Regions from separate parts of the Mus musculus genome. Here all the other regions are linked to region 1. The links are chromatin contacts, called in public HiChIP or PLAC-seq and promoter capture Hi-C maps. All regions are on one chromosome and are shown on one strand. Each heading gives the region's core, a stretch centred on a gene start, on an enhancer-like site or on the middle of the called end of the contact. The rest is flanking DNA. Distances are from core to core; before and after follow the strand shown. Region 1 holds the start of Klhl25 (kelch-like 25). Region 2 has its middle 42 kb from the start of Gm46017. Region 3 overlaps Akap13 (A kinase (PRKA) anchor protein 13). Region 4 overlaps Akap13 (A kinase (PRKA) anchor protein 13). Region 5 overlaps Akap13 (A kinase (PRKA) anchor protein 13). Region 6 has its middle 62 kb from the start of Sv2b.

Region 1 (2,700 bases), core at 150-2,649:
CCAAATCTACTGTAGGATAAGAGCACCGTGGGTCCTCCCTCCTCTGTCCCCTGACACAAGCTTTCAGCAACACCCATAAAAAGTCCTCCCAGCATAACTGTGCCGCTTATGAAAGAGGCTCAGCAAACTAGAGGGTCAGGTGCCAAGTGCCCCTCCCTCCCCGTCTTACTCCAGGGGTGAAGAGCCCAGACATCTGGCATACCTTGTCCTGCCCTGAGCATGGAGGGAGAACTAGTGCCCAATGAACCTTGGCCAAAGCAACTTGGCCTCTGGTCTCCCCAAAGTACAGATGAACTACAAAGCCCCCGAGAGTCCGCCCCTCCCCCCAACTTCCTGTGCTCGAGTCTCTAGAAAGTCTCCCAGATTGGTAAGGTGGCACTTGCTTATAAACCCAGCTCTCAGGAGACTGGGACCAGAGATTTCATGCTCAAGGCTGGCCTGACGTTTATAACAAGACTAAAACCGGGAGAGGAAAAAAAGAAAAAAAAGTAAGACTGTGAGAATCCACTTTGAGGTCCTTGAGGCACTTGCACCCAAGTGTCTGGTGCCCCAGTAGGCACAATTCCCGAGTAGGAAAAAGCTTCTAATACAGCTATGAAGGAGACTAGTCCAGTGGGGATTTGCAGACCACAGCGGAATTCTCGCGCCAGGGCAACGCATGGGAGGAGGGGAATGGGATGGCGGGGGGAGGGGGGGGTGGACTACTTGCTACGGCCCTGCCAGATCGGCCACCACCTGGGTAGGTAGGGGCGTATGGCTCCGGGAGTGTCACCACTCTCCCTTGATAGACAACTTTCCAGACAGGAAGGACCCTATGCTGCGGGCCACACGGCCAGGCCCTGCTGTCTACTCTTCCCTGGTTTAACCCCTCGGCCCTGGCTAGGTACAAGCAAGTCGCGGGGACCTTGGCTAGGTGTGTGCACAAAGCTGCACGGTTCGCATCCTCGAAGACAAGCAGTTTCCTCTTTCTAGGATCAATAGTAATTTTTTTAAAAAAGAGAATCAGCGGACTCAATGAATCAAACACTCCCGGGAGAGGGTAGCCGCTCCTGCGCGTAACATCCGTTTGGAAAACAATTCATTCCCTTGGCGGGAGCTCTGAACATAACAGTACGGGGTCCCCAAGCTCGATCGAGGGGCGCTCCCAGGTCAGCACCCACTTCCCCGACCCAGTGAACTGGGCCTGCGGTCCTACGCCCTGCCCGGCGATCCTCGAGCAGGATCGCTCGCTGTCCCGGTGACAAGTTCCGACCTGATCCTCACCGTGCGGCCCCACAGGCTCTGCAGTCCCCGCCGCTGCCGCCGCCCCCGGCCGGCTCACCAGTCCCGGCCGCGATCCCGTAGCCGAACCGCACGGGCGCTGCCAACAAACTAGTTTCTCCGGCCTTCCCGCCCCGCCTCGCGGCCCGAAGCGCAGCAACCAATCATAAACCGCGCCTCTGTGACGGATGGGTCGACTGACCCGTAATACAGTCGCGTGAGAAGAAAGGGACGGTCGTCCAGGCCATCGGTGCCGCGGAAGGCGGGGCGGGGAGAGGAAAGCGACTGCCACCAGATTCTTAAAGGGACAGGCCATTGCCTTTCTGTTCTGGTGGCCAGAGTTGGGAGAAAGCAACACGACCTGTTCTAGAGCTTCTCTTAAGGAAGGTCTTTGTCGATCACACGCATTCTTCTTTCTGTTACCGAATCACAGCCGTTGTTGATCTTTTTAAAGACCAGCAATCTAATCGCTCCTATGTTAAGGAAATCCTTTTTCCCTCCCGGCTAGTTTCGATGCGAGGGAATTTCTACAGACACGAATCCCTGTCTATACTGGGAATTCCCAGATTTCAAGGGAGAGGACTTTAAGCTTCAGCTGTTCTGTCAAGCCGGTGGAAATTTCTTCCTAAACTTTTTTTTAACCCTTCAAATATCCTTCACTATTAGAACTCTCAGCGGTACAAAACTGATAGAGTAAATCTATATCTATACATACATACATACATACATACATACATACAACACACATATGGAATTTATTAGAGTAACTTTCAGGCTGTGGCCGGGGTAGCCCAACAATGGCTGTCTCCGGATATAACGTCTGAGAGTCCAACTGTCAGTCCACGAGGCTGGATGCTTCAGCTGGTCTTCAGTATACCTTGGAATTCAGAAGAAGTTGGCTATAATACAATGAAAGAATGACCCTACCTGTGAAACTTAAGGGCAGACAAAGAGCAAAAGCTTGCTTCTTCCAGGTCCTTTTTCCAGGCTGCCGCTAGAAGGTGCCCAGATTTAGGGTGGGTCTTCGGGGGTGGGTGGATATGGGGGACTTTTGGTATAGCATTGGAAATGTAAATGAGCTAAATACCTAATAAAAAATGGAAAAAAAAAAAAGAATGAAATTGGCTCAAAAAAAAAAAAAAAAGGGTCTTCCTATCTCAAATGATCCAACCAGGAAAAAATCCCTCACAGGTGAGCCCAGCTGCTTGGGTTTTAGCTACTCCAGATATAATCAAGTTGAGGATCAAGAGTAGACATCACACTTGCCCAACGCATCCATTAGTTCATTTAAGAGTTACTAGATGAGCTGGGGAGTGGCGCTCACAACCACCTGTAATGAGAACGCCCTCTTCTGGTGCGTCTGAAGTCAGCTACAGTGTACTTATGTATAATAATAAATCTTTGGGCCGGAGCGAGCAGAGACTCTAAAAATTCAATTCC
Region 2 (2,700 bases), core at 16-2,515, 450 kb after region 1:
GCCTCCCGAGCGCTGGAGCAAATGAAATTCACAAATAAATGAGGCAAAGATATATGCAGGTTTGTAACTTATGCTTCCTCTAATATTAGTGTTGGCTACCAGAGACAATGGGTTGAAAATGGTTCTAAGAAGAACTGGCAGGTGGGTGCCAGTATGTTTGTTGTGGGCTGTTTATTTGTTTGCTTGCTTTGTTTGTTTGTTTGTTTGTTTTAAATTAACCACAGATTGCCATATTCCCTTACACCTCACTGTTCATCTTGCTTTCAGTGGGACAGTAGTCATAGACTAGTGAAATAATAGTTTGGCTCTACTTGAAACTCAGCTACACCACTTAGCAAACATGACCTTGGAGGAGTGAGACCATTTACCCTCGTTCCAACTTAGAACATGCCTGAGCTCTTCATTTCTAGATGTACAAATGTGAAAGTTAAATAAGATAAAAAATGAAATGTATCTGAATTGTATTTGATTTATAGGCAGTGTTTAATCACTGACGAGTATTTACACACCCTTTTTGCTCTGCGCTGTTTTTGTTTGTTTGTTTTGAGACAGGCTCTCCTGTAGTTCAGGCTGGCCTCAAACTTCCTCTGTAGGTGTGGATAACCCTGAGCTCCTGGTCTCCCTGTTTCCACCTCCCAGATGAGGGAATTTCAGGTGGGATCTGCTGCTCTGGGCTGGATAGTTACTATTTTTACTATTTACTCATCTAATAAGTTAATGGCCTGCTTGTCTGTCAGGGTGGAGACTACAGCCCTAACTGATTACCTGGATAATTGCAGAATTTGAAATGTGTTTAGAAGGAAGTAGTAAAAAGCTGGGAGAATTGAGTGAAGGTAGACATGGAAACCTCCGAACTACACCCACTGAGGGGAGAATGTGGATGAAGGAAGAAGATACCGCCTGTGAAGAGACTCATCGGGAAATTCCATTCATTCTTAGTGAGGTCCCTGGCCCAGCACCGGGAGCACCAGCTGGCAGTTTGTCAGATATGAAATTAGAAAAACCAGCCCCTTGTCCACACTTGATCTCTGGGCGGGGCATCCAGGCCTTCAATGAGTTTAGTTTTGTTAGTTTTGTTTCCTATCTATTATGGATTTTAAAATCTGTAGCAGAGACAAAGCAGCAAAGAAGAGGCGATGCGGAACAACTTGAGGTGGGACCAATAAAAGCAGAAATCAGATGACAACTGACAGGATGGTAAAGCCCAAATAGTAAGTCTAGATTTGTGCTCTCTTTAATATCAGTGTTGGGCAAATAGCCACAAACTCTCTTAATGCCTTGAGGGTTATTACTTCACATTCTAAAAGTAGATATGTGTAATGTTGGCTTACTCCTCGAACCAAATTTAACTTTCATGTTTTCTATTTAAAACTACAATGGTATGAATTTCAGAAAGATTAAAAAACATAACTTGATGTTTCTAAAAAGCTCTTTTTATGAGTGTGTGTGTTTGCAACTATGTGTGTCTATGTTACAATTCTTCAGGAGCTAGAGTGGATTTCATCCCTGCTGTGAAATTAGAACAGTAAGTCAAAGGATTGACTTCCGGTTGTGCTGACTCATTAGGGAAGCACTGTTAATTTATTTTTTAACCTCTCAGTCCTGTGTGTGTGTGTGTGTGTGTGTGTGTGTGAGAGAGAGAGAGAGAGAGAGAGAGAGAGAGAGAGAATGAGTGTGTATGTGTGTGTGAGTGTATGTATGTATGCATGAATGTATGTATGTGTGTATATGTGTGAGTGTGTGAGAGAGTATGTGAATGTGTGTGTGAGTGTATATGCGTGATTGTATGTGCATGAGTGTGTGTGTTAGGCTGTGAAATTATCCTCAATTGCTCTTTCACCTTATTCAATGGGTCATTGTCTCTCACTCAAATCTAGAGTTCTCGGATATGGCTAATATCATTAACCAGCTTGCTCTGGGGACTCTGTCTCCACATTTCCAAGGCTGGAAATACAGGAAGGCTGCCATTCCGCCCCCCCTCTCGTTTAAGATTTATTTATTTATTTTATGTATATGAGTGCTATAGCTGCCTTCAGACACACACCAGAAGAGTGCATCAGATCCCATTACAGATGAGCCACCATGTGGTTGATGGGAATTGAACTCCAGACCTCTGGAAGAGCAGTCAGTGCTCTTAACCACTGAGCCATCTTTCCAGCCCCCAGCTGCCATTCTCATTTGAGGATGGGGTCTCTGGTCATGATTTTTTCATAGCAAGCACATAACTCCTGTGCTATCTCTAACCCTCCAGTGGGTTCTAGAGCATGCTCAGAGACTAACAGTATCACCCGAGAGTCTCTCACAGATGCAAATTTTCAGATACTCTTCAGACTCCATCCAAATAACACAGGATTGGAGAGATGGCTCAGCAGTTAATAGCATTGGCTGCTCTTGCAGAAGACCTAAGTCTGGTTCCTAGCGATAGGCAGCTCACAATCACCTGGATCTTCAGTTTCCGAGGATCCAACTCCTTTTCTGACCTCTGCTGGCTCCCACACACACGATGTGCATACATACACTCCTGCAATATATGTAAAACAAAGAAATGAATAAATATTAAAAATAGGATGGAATAAAATCATAAGGTTTGGGTCCCAGTAGTCCTGACTAAGAGTTCACAGCTCTGCTGTGACTTACACTGTGAGTCACAACCTCATGGGGTCATGAAATTGACTGTAGGGGTCATGAGAAATCTGGCTA
Region 3 (2,700 bases), core at 83-2,582, 280 kb after region 1:
TACTAAGTCTATCCATTTCCCAACAAAGGTGAGGGTATATAGATCTGCTTTGAAATGGTAACGTGTGCATTCAAACTCCACCTACAAAGATTGACTTAGATCCATCAAACTTAACTTTCCTGGACTTGTATAAATGGAAACAACCCTTCTGCCTTTAGAGTTGCTATATGAAACTCATGAGCAGAGTGGACTTCCCATCTATTTAAATAAAAGGTCACTTTGAATAGCCTGTGCCTCTCGATCATCTGACATCCCTGTTCTCCTCCTTCACTCAGCCTTCCAGGAAGCCTTTAAAACGAGGTAAGTGTCATGCCAGTAACTATGCAAACAACTTCACAACTATTGAGGATGACAAACATCTTTGTCTGCCAGTTTCAAATACTCTATCAGTTTTTATAAGTTGGCTTTAAAAAAAAAAGCTAAAGCTTGTAGTTAAATATACACTGTGACATGCAGCCCTAATTAGCATTCTTCTCAAATATAAACATAATTTGTGCTATAACCATAAGCTAACAAGAACAGGGAAAAAACCTTTAACACATCAAAGCTTAGGGTACTGAGATTTAATATTCTTCAAATCTTAATAATGAAGTACAGAAACATCAATTTAGGAAAAAAAAACCTGGACATTTTAACATAAAATTGGGGAAAGAATTATCATTTAATTTGTATGTCTTCATCTTTTTCATTTTAATCAACAACAAGGTATGTAAGGGAATCATGCCACCCTGTGGCCACATTACTAAACCCAGAATCAGTAGAGAAGGCAGCATTTTGATATATGCTGAAAACTTAAAATTATATCATCAAACCTAAGGTTAAGTTTAATAAATGTTAAGAGCATGTTGACTTTATAGACTGAGTTCAAAGTGTTTCCTGGAGCATAAATGTTGTTTTTATTTTATACCCAGTGCTCAAGTCCACCGAATTCGACACATAAGTCAGAATGAACCATAACCCCAAATAAGCCATAACTTATTTGGCTATAACTGGAACACTCCAAAGCACCATAACACAGAGCTATTATGGTCAGAAATGAATTATCATTAGTTTTGATCACTACTCCAAATTGTAGTTTGGCCTTACATACACGCCGTTCTCTGGAAATGATTTTAAAAGGCTTAAACCAGAGAAATGTCATCCTTTAGTATGAGCCAATCAGCTTGAATGTCTGAGGCACAATGAGAACAGTCCATTCTCTGTAGGTACTGAAGACCCCTCATGTTCTACAAATAAAACCAGAGAAGTTTCATCTTTTCCTTCATGTGCTGGAAACTAAGACCTATGGCCCACACCCTCTGCCTCTAGCTTGCTTTGTTACGTAACTCCATGCCACAGCTGTGCCCATTCATCCACACTTACACGCTTGCCTACACCTTCACACGAGAGGAAGTCCACTCGCATTTCTAACTGAAATTTCTAACTTAGATTTCTAAACTGGCACTCTAAGACAGAATCCTTCTTTTCAGACCCCAGAACTTCTCTCACATGAGGAGGGTCTTCTTGCTGAGGTTCTGTCTGTGCCCTTACTAGTTAATTTGGGGCTTCCTTTCAATGAGGGCAAGAGGTGGCTGACAAAAGCAACTGACATCCTTTTAACAAAGCATTAATACAAAATTACTAAATTCTGAATTGTTTTCATACTTTTAACCTATACCCAAGAGAAGAGAACAAAGCTTTACTAACCTCAAGGCAATTCAAAGGCTGAGTTCCAAAGGCACTTGGAACTAAATGTAGTTGATTCCCTCTAATAGTAACAGAGAGCAAACACACTCCACATTTCCCAGGTGCATAGAACTCCTATTTTATGGAAGTTCACGAGTTACCTAGTGTTACTGGAGATGACTCTGAAAGATCAAGCACGCGGGCTTGGTTGTATGTAGGAGAAGAGTCTCAGATCTCCGTCAGAACTTTTATCCAGGTGACTGGTTACTTGATCTCTACTCTCTGTGAGAGAAGCTCTGATCGATCACTCTGTTGTTCAAAACTAGGCCCAACTCTCAGAATACACAGGTTGACGAGTCTGGTTGAACAGCTAACAAGTCTGCCACACTGCTAACTACACAGATGAGCTGAATAACAAAAATAATGGTCAAGATATTCTCAATTACTATTTTAGTCAGACCCAACAACAAGAAAAGACTGCACCTATGCCATCAATCTCCAGCAACATAAGCCTAAGAAACAGTGCAGCCCTTACAAAGACAAAAATTTCCCTCTCTTCATTAATGAGAAGTGTATACTTGAGTTTGATCATTTTTAGGGCCATAATTTCACAATAACTAATGAGAAAGGTAGTCTATATTAGGCATTATCTTATAAGCATAGATGATCTCCCAAATAAAAATGTATAGTGATTAAAAAAACTGCTTAATTATCCATAAAAATGGGTTTTTAATATAAGGATTTAAAAAAAACTAAAGAATTATAAATGGTGGGACGTCTCAGTTGCCCACATCTTTTACTTACTTATACAGAAGTTACTGTAGTAGTAGCAATGCAAGAATTACCTTATGATTTAGATAAAAACTGTTTTAACTCTGACTCTCCACCAGAACTCCAAGAATATGTGTTCTTTTTCCATACCAAAGATTGCCTCTCTACAAGACCTTGGCAAAGACTCTATTCCACAAAATACTAGTCACCTAGGACCTTTCTTCAATAAGCAGGAATAACTTGGGGGAAGGAAGTAATAGAATG
Region 4 (2,700 bases), core at 114-2,613, 300 kb after region 1:
TGACTTCAAAATCTATTAACAGTCTACTCAGAAAGCTGGCCTTAAAGAGAAGTTAGGCACTTGTCCTTTTGAAATAACAATCTACATAACCATTTTTTGTTTATATGTGATGGGTTGCTTTATCAGCCATGTTGGAAGACATTAACCAACCCAAACTGCTCTGATTTAATTCATCAGGGGCTTTTTTTGTTTGTTTGCTTTGGTTTTTTTTTTGTTTGTTTGTTTGTTTGTTTGTTTGTTCGAGACAGGGTTTCTCTGTATAGCCCTGGCTTTCCTGGAACTCACTTTGTAGATCAGGCTGGCCTCAAACTCAGAAATCCACCTGCCTCTGCCTCCCAAGTGCTGGGATTAAAGGCGTGAGCCACCACCGCCCGGCTTCATCAGGGGCTTTTAAAACTAACCTTCTTGTCCAGTTGGTTCATGACTAGATTTTAGTAGGCACCAGGATTACAGGATTCTGGTTTGCTGGCCCCAAGCCCAACATTTACACGTCTGAAGTGGGGTGTTCTCGAAGCTATCCTTTCTGAGGGTCCCCATCAGTTCTGCAGCATCTCCTCCTGCTGTCTGTCTAGAACAAGCTACTGCTTGTAGTACTTTACCAGTCAGTCATGTATTTGAGCCTCTGTCTCCCAATCAAAGAATTCAGTCCAAAGCTCCCATTCATGTAACAAGTACTTCATAATACCCACTTAAGTGAATTAAGCATACAGAACATTATGTTTTAATTTCCAGTGCCCAGCAAGACTCCTCTTCAAATGCTAAATGGAAAATTTAACTCCCCTCATTGTTATCTGAAAGCTTAGGAAACACAAAGCTATTATAAAATGTATCCTTTAAATAGTCACCAAAAAGCATCTTTGTTAGTTCTAACAAAGCCAAGAAAATAAAATGTAAAGCTCAAACCACTGGAAACCGGTTAGAAAGTCCAACAGATGGAACAGAAATAGTATTTGCCTTTATAAAACCATACCATGGAGCAACAGTTGATTTCCTTATACCTTCTGAAACTATTCACAAAGTACTGTTATTTAAATATAATTCTCAGATCTGGCTGGCCAGTGCCCCAGACAGTGAAACACTGAAGCAAGGCCTACCAGAAATATACTGTTACAACAGATAATCCACTTAAGAGGTCAGAATGCTAACAAGGCTCAGGGTACAAAATGTAGCCTAACTGTAAAGTGAGTCAAGATTCTTTTAGTTCCGGTATGGAAACATGTTTCCCAGGAACAGGAGTGGGAGTGGGAAGGGGAATCACTAACAAATTGGTCCTCTTTCCTACTGAGAACATTTAAGTACAGGTAACCTAGTTCTATGGTTCTTCCCAAATTTGTCTTACGCAAACTGCATTTAGGAATTTTTTTTAAGTGGTTCCTCTTTTTTTTTTTTTAAACAAGTTCCTCTCTCTGAACATAGTATCTGCATAGGCGCTACCAAATGAGGATTCTAATGGCATTTAGATGGAAATCTATTCTAACTATCACGGACAAGCACATCAATCCAATGGACAAAGTGCACATTGTTAGGAGGCTGAAAACAAATCCAAAGTGGGAAAAGATCCAATGTGGAAGCCCTAAGTCATTCCACCTCAACACCCAGATACAGATCAAATGGACCAGGTCTTCTGAGCCTATCTAAGACCTGAACACAAGTCCACTGGGGAGGCTGGCTGGCGGACTTTTAAACTCGCACTTGCCAGGATATAAAATGGAAACATTAGCCAAATCCTATATGCTTACTGTGAAGAGCATATGAGGCAATGTATATTAAATGCAAGCCCATAGTACCTTTCCCCAACTGGAAATAACATTTGAGAGAGTTTTCCTTTTTTTTTTTGTTTGTTTGTTTGCTTTTGTTTTTTTTTTAAGCAGACACTAGTAGCTTGTGGATTAGTCTAATAAAAACAGCTAAAATCACTAGATTCAGTCTTGTTTTTCACAACTTAAATGAGAAAAGGCATCTAGTGTTGGCTATTCTTTTCATATAATACCTGTCAATTATCAGGATGTTTTCTGTCTCATCTAAGAAGCTATTCATTCAAAAACATTGGTACCAGGGGAAAAAGACAGAGAGGGTAACATAATAAACCATATTTGTTGGGGTTCTGGGAATCTGTTTTGCAACTGAAATGGCTCTTCCCCTTGAAAATCTAATAAATAAGAGTCTTATCCCAAACATATGGTAGATAATGATTATTAACCCATGTGCTGCTTTGGAACCTGTCTTGGAAAAGAATTTCTCTCTCATGTGTGACTGGTACTTTTAAAGGCATTTACTCTGTCGGAGGGGTGTCTGTGTGTTTCCGAAAAGAGTTGATAGAGACTCTCTCTATGGCCCCACAGCTGAAAAGTAAACAGGCAGCCTCAGAGGCATAAAAAGGCAATTTGTAACAGAAGAATATGAGAAATACACCCCTACTTTCTCCTCCTTAAATGTGTTCTGGTCATTTTATCAAATTGCCAACATCCAATATAAACCATCTGGGAGAGTGTTTTGGCACAGCAGTCTCCTCTAGAGTTACAGCTAAAAATAGCATTAACCACAGAAGACTCAGAGCCCACTAGAACACTTCAGAAACCAGTAAAGAATATTGTTCTAATACAGAAAAAGCACCTGGAAATGCAGAAGATGCATTCTGAGAATTACCTTAATGTTGTAGTGCCTTCGCCGTGCTGGCTCAGGGCTAAAAACTCATCACCC
Region 5 (2,700 bases), core at 117-2,616, 380 kb after region 1:
TTGTGAGTTCATTAAATCTGTCGTAAACCTCCTGTCTAAAAGCTAATGAACAACATACTCACAGGAGAAAAGAACATTTCTCTCCATAATTCCTCAGACTAAAGAAAAGATCGTCCATTTCTAGAATTGATTTACCAACCCAATCTGAGAGTTCAATTAAAAAAAAATTAACTCTAGAAAATACAACCAAACTAGCTCACAAAATCAGTGTAATTCTGGAGTACACTTAAGTCTTCCTTCCACATTATAAGGCAGCAAATACAGTTGGAAACCCATGGTGGTATGTATCTATTGTCAACAGCAATGAAGACACAGAGGAGGAGGATAAAGAGTTCAAGACCAGGGCTGGGTAACTAAGCTTGGCTGGCATGTACAAGACCTGGGTTCAATTCCAAATACCTAAGACCAACCACACACACCAGTGTGGAGGAGCATGGCTTTAACGCCAGCCCTCAGAGGAGCAAAAGTTCAAGGCTTACCCTCTATTACACAGTGAGTTGAAAGCCAGCATAAGATACAAAAGACCCTACTTTAATTAAAAGGAGGGTACAGTGGGGGTTCAGTGGTAGAAGTGCATGCCTAAGTGGTTTTGGGCTCTAACACCATCAACTCCATCCTGCCAGCCCCCATAAAAGCCCTGATCAACTGTTGAAGACAGAAAGCCCAATTCTCCTCCAGTAGACCATTTTAGCCACATATGGTGGCAAGGCTAAGAGAACAAAACGCCTTGGGCATATGCCATCAGTTTTTTCTTCAGAATTAGGGAATCATCCATATCATTTGTTCAAAGAGACTTTGTAAAAGCAACAAGAACAAATTAACTATTCATCTTAGAAATGTATTCACATCAAGACAATTTCTACATAACAGTTAATAAAATATGCAGTCTGCCAACTGGCTCCCTAACTCTAGGTTATATAAAAAGAAGGGAGGGAGGGACAGAGGGAGAGAAGGAAGGGGGAGGGAGGGGAAGGAAGAAAGGATGTACGGACGGATGAACAGACAGAAGGATCTGTTCTGTCCATTTATAGTAACAGGACTTTTCTCCACTGTCATTCAATACATCATCATCTCTACTTCCTCAATTCATTTCTATGTGCACAGAGACAATTCTGAAGGCAGTGCCGTAAGAAAAAAGCTATTGCCAGCTTTAGAGAAGAAAAATTAAAAATGAACACAGCAATCATATTCCTTTCAATGACTTTACTGGGCAACTACTCCTAAGCGCTTCCATTTTTGTCCCTTATTTTAAAAAAACACCTTCACAGAATTAGTAATTCAATTCTACCACAAAATACAGTTGTAGGAATGAATAGACAATGTTTACAACAGTTTAAATTTGCTCTAGTCAAAGCTTATTTACATAATACAAATGCAAGTACCAATTACGCAACGGCCACAGCAGTGCTGACTATGGCTTCAGGTCACAGTGTGAATTATAGAAAAAAAATCTAGGAACAAAGGTTGAATTAAGCCACACTAAAAAAATAAAGTTTAAAAAAGAATTTTACCTGTTCCTGCCTTTCAAAGGCTAAGATAGCTTCTCTTCCACTCCCACTATCTAGCATGCATGAGACTTGGAGAGCAATCCCCAATTCTGCCAACAATGAAGTAAAATTCAGAGGGAGAAGAGCCTGGGAGAGTGTGTGCCAAATAACTACCTTCTAAATAACAAATAACAGCCTATCAGTTTGCCTTTCAAGTCAAAATGGATGTGCATTAAAGAGTAGGAAACAGAAAAGAAGCATGGTTGTCTAGAAAGAAAACCATACAACAGTTTTTCCACAACACAACCAAAATATTTTCAGAGACTTTTAAGCATAACTCCTTGGTCACGTTTCTAAATACGTGCTTTAAAGTTGAGATTTAACAAATTAATGTCTACTCTTTTACCAGGGATGTTAGTGGAGATGGCTCAGCTGTTATAAGTACAAATTGTTCTTACTGAAGTTCTCAGCATCCACACACCCATATAACCAGTGGTTCAAAACTGACCATAAATAATTTCAGGCTCACAGGATCCGATGCCCTCTTCTGAATGCCACAGGTACACATACTCACACATGCACACAAGAGGCATTAGTGTTAACTGGCATTATTTTTCCCCGAGTATGTAACTCAAGTATTGTAGGCATATTCACCATAGAGTTGAAAGCAAAGGCTTAAAGAGATTTTGCACCCCTGTGCTCATACAGCTTGCTTACAACGGCCAATAGAGAGAAGCAACGTAGTGTATATACAACACAATGAATGCAATTCTGCCTTAGAAAAGAAGTAAATTCTAACACACGCGAACAACATAAATGAATCTTAAAGACATCACACAAGGGAATTAAGCCAGCTACAAGAAGACAAACCCTACAAGCTGGAGTAGCAAAATTCATAGAGACAGAAAAAAGAATTGCTATTTGCCAGTGGCTGGGGGATAAAAACAGGCATTTATAGTTTAAAGGGTAGTTTGGATCCTGCAGGATGAAAACTTATAGGCGGTGGTAATAGGTATACAACAACATGAAAATAACTAATGCTACTAAATTCCACGCTTAAAAATGATAAAGACGGAGCTGGAGAGATAGTCTTACTGTTATTCCTTGGTACCACAGTTCAGTCCCCAGCACCCACATCAGGCAGCTCCGTCACCTTAATTCTGACTTCAGTGTCACTTATGTCCTCTTCTAGCCTCCACAGGTATCTACCCAT
Region 6 (2,700 bases), core at 36-2,535, 480 kb after region 1:
ACATCTTCCTGCACCTGTCACCCAGTTGCATGGGAGTCAGAGTCACTGCATGCCTGGTCCCTTTCCATCTGTGATCTCATGGAATCCTCACAGAAGCCCCATATGTTGTCAGTTCGTGGTGTAGATGACTCTGAGGGCCCCCAGGAGGTAGCCTGTTTAAGGGCAGAGAGAGCATGTGGGCCTGGGAAACCACATGCAGCCTGTCTGCTGTGCGAGTCCATGTGAGAAAGCCACATCCTCTAATCAGCAGACAGGGCTGTGACTCTCACAGCAGCTGCATCTCCTCCTCTTCCTTCCTAACTGTGCCCCCGTCCTGGCCCAGTCCTTCAAGTCGGATGGTGATTTAACCGACCAAATGTCTTCCACACAGATATAGATAGCAAGGGGCCAAGATCCGGGGACTGTGGTTTCATTAAAAATATATTTTTATTTGTTCTTTGACAATTTCATAATTTAGACAATGTGTCTGATAATAGCCCTGCTCCCCACTCCTTTCTCCAGAGTCCCCCACACGTGTCCTTCCCCTTTATGTCCCTCTACTCTTCTTCCTCCTTCCCTTCCTCCTCCTCCTCCCCCTCCTCCTTCTTTTAAATAATCTACTGAGTCCAGTTAGTCTTACCAGTATGCATATGGGCAACCCAGCAAGGGCCAGAGGAAAAATGACTTCTCTTTCTGTAACAACCCTTACCTTAGTTGTCAAAATCTCCTCAGCTAGTGCTGGGCCTGAGCCCACCCCATTCTTGGATTCATGTACTTAGTGACTGGCTTGGTTTTGTGCAGGTAACTCTAGCTTCTTTGAAACACACACACACACACACACACACACACACACACACACACAGAGAGAGAGAGAGAGAGAGAGAGAGAGAGAGAAAGAGAGAGAGAGGTAAATATAATAAAAAAGAAAGCAAATACCAATTCAATCTTTCATGTCCCATCAGAGGTAGTTTTCCTTTGGGTATCTACTTTGAGACATGAAAATTAAACCGAGTTAGTCACCCTAACAAGGAGGGTAGGGTAGGAGGGAACAGTAGCTGGGGTTACGGGCAGAGGACACTGGGGTAGGCATTTCTGTGTCCGGAACCCTGGAGAGACTGATTTCACTGTAGCGGTCACTGACAGACCTTCCAGACCCATCTGTGTTTATACGATTTAGTAAATCTATGACATCACTATGCAGGGCTGTTTCAGATTATATACTAGAATGAGGATGTTCTGTGTTCAGAGCACAGACTGAGTGAATCGCCTGGGCAGGTTTCTTCTCCATCATCTCAGTTCTCTTCTGCCATCTGCTGGGGCAGGCACTCTACAGCATGGAGAACCAGGGAAGAGCTTGTCGCAAGCCCCTGACAGTGATATATCCAACAGCAATACGCTGAAAAGGCTGGAGAGGCAGGCTTTACACCATCCTGCCTTCCTTTCCCAGCAGATCTTCTGGGGTTTTCAAAGATTAACATAGTTCCTAGTATTTTTTAAATGTAACAGCCTTATAGTAGCAGCTGTTGCTACACTTGAAACATTTTAAACAGTATTTTATAAATGACACAGAAGCACACAGGTTTGAGTTTAAAAAAAAAAAAAGAGAAACAGAAGCGCAGAGATTGAGGAAGTGGAGCCACGAGCTGGCAGCGGAGCCCCACCAGAAGCTTCCTTGACACTGGGGTACACACTTTTCTCACAAAGCATTGCAGAAAATAAAAGCAAGGAAGAGTCCCAGAGAGGTGAGTCAAGCTGCTGTTCAGTGCACGAAGGAAGGCTGTGGTCCAAGATCCTCAGCCCTCAGATGGCAGGGAGTAGGGGTGCGTAGGGTGGACCTAGCAGCACAATTTCCCACACGCCTTTCAAGGTCAATGCCAGGACAATGAGAGACATTTAAAAAGTCACTTACTATTTTTATTTCATACGTATGAGTGTTTTGCCTGCATGGGTGTGCACCACCAGCACTGTCTCTGAGGCCAGTGTTCCCCGAGCCATGTTCCCAACTCCTCCCCAGTTTTCCTATCTTCTCTCCCTGACCCTCTTGTTAACACCCTTCTTCCCAGCAAGTGCCCTTCCTACTTCCATGTCTTTTTAAGTTTTAACATGGTTGTTCCTTACTGCGTTTAAGTTTGGTTGCTTTAATGAGAAAGGTTGGGGGAGTTATTAGCTTGAGCAAGGACAACTTGCCACTGTCCACACCACTGAGGAATGTGACTTCTACCCCTGCAATCATTACTGCCCATCGCTCCTCAGGGAGAGGTGGGGCCTCATGAGCTCGCCCACCACCCACAGGGAATGTTAGTGGGCCCTGTCTTGTGCAGATAGCCACAGTTGCCAGGACTTCATAGGTACCGCAATTATGTGCAGAAGACAGCATGGATTTCATAGCACCCCGCTCCCACCTTCAGGCTGTAGCTCTTACATTATCTCTGCTCCGTCTTCCTTAATGTTTCATGAGCTTTGGAAGGGTGATATAGATGTTCCATTTAGGGGTGAGTGCTCAAAAGTCACTTGATTGGTTAGGAGTCTCAGCATTAACTACTGCCCGTTGCAAACAGAATGGTGCTCATCTGCAGCCACTGCCATTTTTGTTAACATACTTAGTAAAGGCAAGGAAGCCAGCACACTAACCTTTTCTCACTTAACTTCAAGTCATGCAAATACTCACACTTGGTACTGTTAAGAAAAACATTCTGATCAAGCCACAAATCTCCCTTATTA

Evidence for each region. Promoter capture Hi-C pulls out the DNA fragments that hold promoters and counts their contacts. HiChIP or PLAC-seq counts read pairs in DNA pulled down with a chosen protein or histone mark.
Region 2: an H3K4me3 HiChIP or PLAC-seq map of bone marrow-derived macrophages shows a contact between it and region 1, with 3 times the contacts expected there. The contact joins the enhancer-like site here to the promoter of Klhl25 in region 1. A contact is called at or near these places in 4 of 39 promoter capture datasets (the C10 cell line, cranial neural crest, hippocampal neurons and 1 more), 1 of 15 datasets of contacts at CTCF or cohesin (large pre-B cells), 2 of 484 Hi-C or Micro-C datasets (CD4 T cells and CD8 T cells), 5 of 115 datasets of contacts at active chromatin or transcription factors (the 230-238 cell line, bone marrow-derived macrophages, embryonic limb bud and 2 more) and 1 of 9 other capture datasets (macrophages).
Region 3: a contact with region 1 is called in a promoter capture Hi-C map of pre-B cells, with 3 times the contacts expected there. The contact joins the enhancer-like site here to the promoter of Klhl25 in region 1. A contact is called at or near these places in 4 of 39 promoter capture datasets (the 3T3-L1 cell line, cranial neural crest, hematopoietic stem and progenitor cells and 1 more), 1 of 15 datasets of contacts at CTCF or cohesin (the NIH/3T3 cell line), 4 of 484 Hi-C or Micro-C datasets (group 2 innate lymphoid cells, myeloid progenitors, pre-B cells and 1 more), 5 of 115 datasets of contacts at active chromatin or transcription factors (bone marrow-derived macrophages, effector CD8 T cells, large pre-B cells and 2 more) and 1 of 9 other capture datasets (liver).
Region 4: a contact with region 1 is called in an H3K4me3 HiChIP or PLAC-seq map of bone marrow-derived macrophages, with 2.3 times the contacts expected there. The contact joins the enhancer-like site here to the promoter of Klhl25 in region 1. A contact is called at or near these places in 2 of 39 promoter capture datasets (hematopoietic stem and progenitor cells and pre-B cells), 1 of 15 datasets of contacts at CTCF or cohesin (the NIH/3T3 cell line), 2 of 484 Hi-C or Micro-C datasets (myeloid progenitors and pre-B cells), 2 of 115 datasets of contacts at active chromatin or transcription factors (bone marrow-derived macrophages and large pre-B cells) and 1 of 9 other capture datasets (liver).
Region 5: a contact with region 1 is called in an H3K4me3 HiChIP or PLAC-seq map of bone marrow-derived macrophages, with 3 times the contacts expected there. The contact joins the enhancer-like site here to the promoter of Klhl25 in region 1. A contact is called at or near these places in 3 of 39 promoter capture datasets (the C10 cell line and pre-B cells), 3 of 484 Hi-C or Micro-C datasets (liver and muscle stem cells) and 5 of 115 datasets of contacts at active chromatin or transcription factors (the 230-238 cell line, bone marrow-derived macrophages, large pre-B cells and 1 more).
Region 6: an H3K4me3 HiChIP or PLAC-seq map of bone marrow-derived macrophages shows a contact between it and region 1, with 6 times the contacts expected there. The contact joins the enhancer-like site here to the promoter of Klhl25 in region 1. A contact is called at or near these places in 9 of 39 promoter capture datasets (the 3T3-L1 cell line, the C10 cell line, the HPC-7 cell line and 4 more), 3 of 15 datasets of contacts at CTCF or cohesin (the NIH/3T3 cell line, large pre-B cells and pro-B cells), 3 of 484 Hi-C or Micro-C datasets (CD4 T cells, LSK cells and cardiomyocytes), 19 of 115 datasets of contacts at active chromatin or transcription factors (the 230-238 cell line, the SCID.adh cell line, T-cell acute lymphoblastic leukemia and 15 more) and 1 of 9 other capture datasets (adipose tissue).

Annotation. Positions count from the first base shown.
Region 1 is chr7:75,847,037-75,849,736 of GRCm38.p6, reverse strand. It overlaps Klhl25 (kelch-like 25), which reads right to left and starts at 1,399. Exons shown (of 3, transcript NM_001122780.1): 1 at 1,264-1,399. Gm51489 (a long non-coding RNA gene) reads right to left here. Exons shown (of 3, transcript XR_003946804.1): 3 at 2,025-2,137.
Region 2 is chr7:75,393,641-75,396,340 of GRCm38.p6, reverse strand. No RefSeq gene overlaps it. Among named protein-coding and RNA genes, the nearest start is that of Gm46017, 42 kb to the left of the region's middle. Within about 2 kb of position 1,265, at least 11 of the 459 cell types and tissues checked have an H3K27ac peak or open chromatin away from gene starts, as enhancers often do. A contact at or near this core is called in bone marrow-derived macrophages, where this site is marked.
Region 3 is chr7:75,567,108-75,569,807 of GRCm38.p6, reverse strand. All of the region lies in intron 2 of Akap13 (A kinase (PRKA) anchor protein 13), which reads right to left. Among named protein-coding and RNA genes, the nearest start is that of Akap13, 110 kb to the right of the region's middle. Within about 2 kb of position 1,332, at least 19 of the 459 cell types and tissues checked have an H3K27ac peak or open chromatin away from gene starts, as enhancers often do. A contact at or near this core is called in pre-B cells and pro-B cells, where this site is marked.
Region 4 is chr7:75,549,839-75,552,538 of GRCm38.p6, reverse strand. The region is part of intron 2 of Akap13 (A kinase (PRKA) anchor protein 13); the gene reads right to left. Among named protein-coding and RNA genes, the nearest start is that of Akap13, 96 kb to the right of the region's middle. Within about 2 kb of position 1,363, at least 10 of the 459 cell types and tissues checked have an H3K27ac peak or open chromatin away from gene starts, as enhancers often do. A contact at or near this core is called in bone marrow-derived macrophages, where this site is marked.
Region 5 is chr7:75,471,212-75,473,911 of GRCm38.p6, reverse strand. The region is part of intron 1 of Akap13 (A kinase (PRKA) anchor protein 13); the gene reads right to left. Among named protein-coding and RNA genes, the nearest start is that of Akap13, 17 kb to the right of the region's middle. Within about 2 kb of position 1,366, at least 25 of the 459 cell types and tissues checked have an H3K27ac peak or open chromatin away from gene starts, as enhancers often do. A contact at or near this core is called in the 230-238 cell line, bone marrow-derived macrophages, liver and 1 more, where this site is marked.
Region 6 is chr7:75,369,691-75,372,390 of GRCm38.p6, reverse strand. No RefSeq gene overlaps it. Among named protein-coding and RNA genes, the nearest start is that of Sv2b, 62 kb to the right of the region's middle. Within about 2 kb of position 1,285, at least 148 of the 459 cell types and tissues checked have an H3K27ac peak or open chromatin away from gene starts, as enhancers often do. A contact at or near this core is called in the 230-238 cell line, the HPC-7 cell line, LSK cells and 10 more, where this site is marked.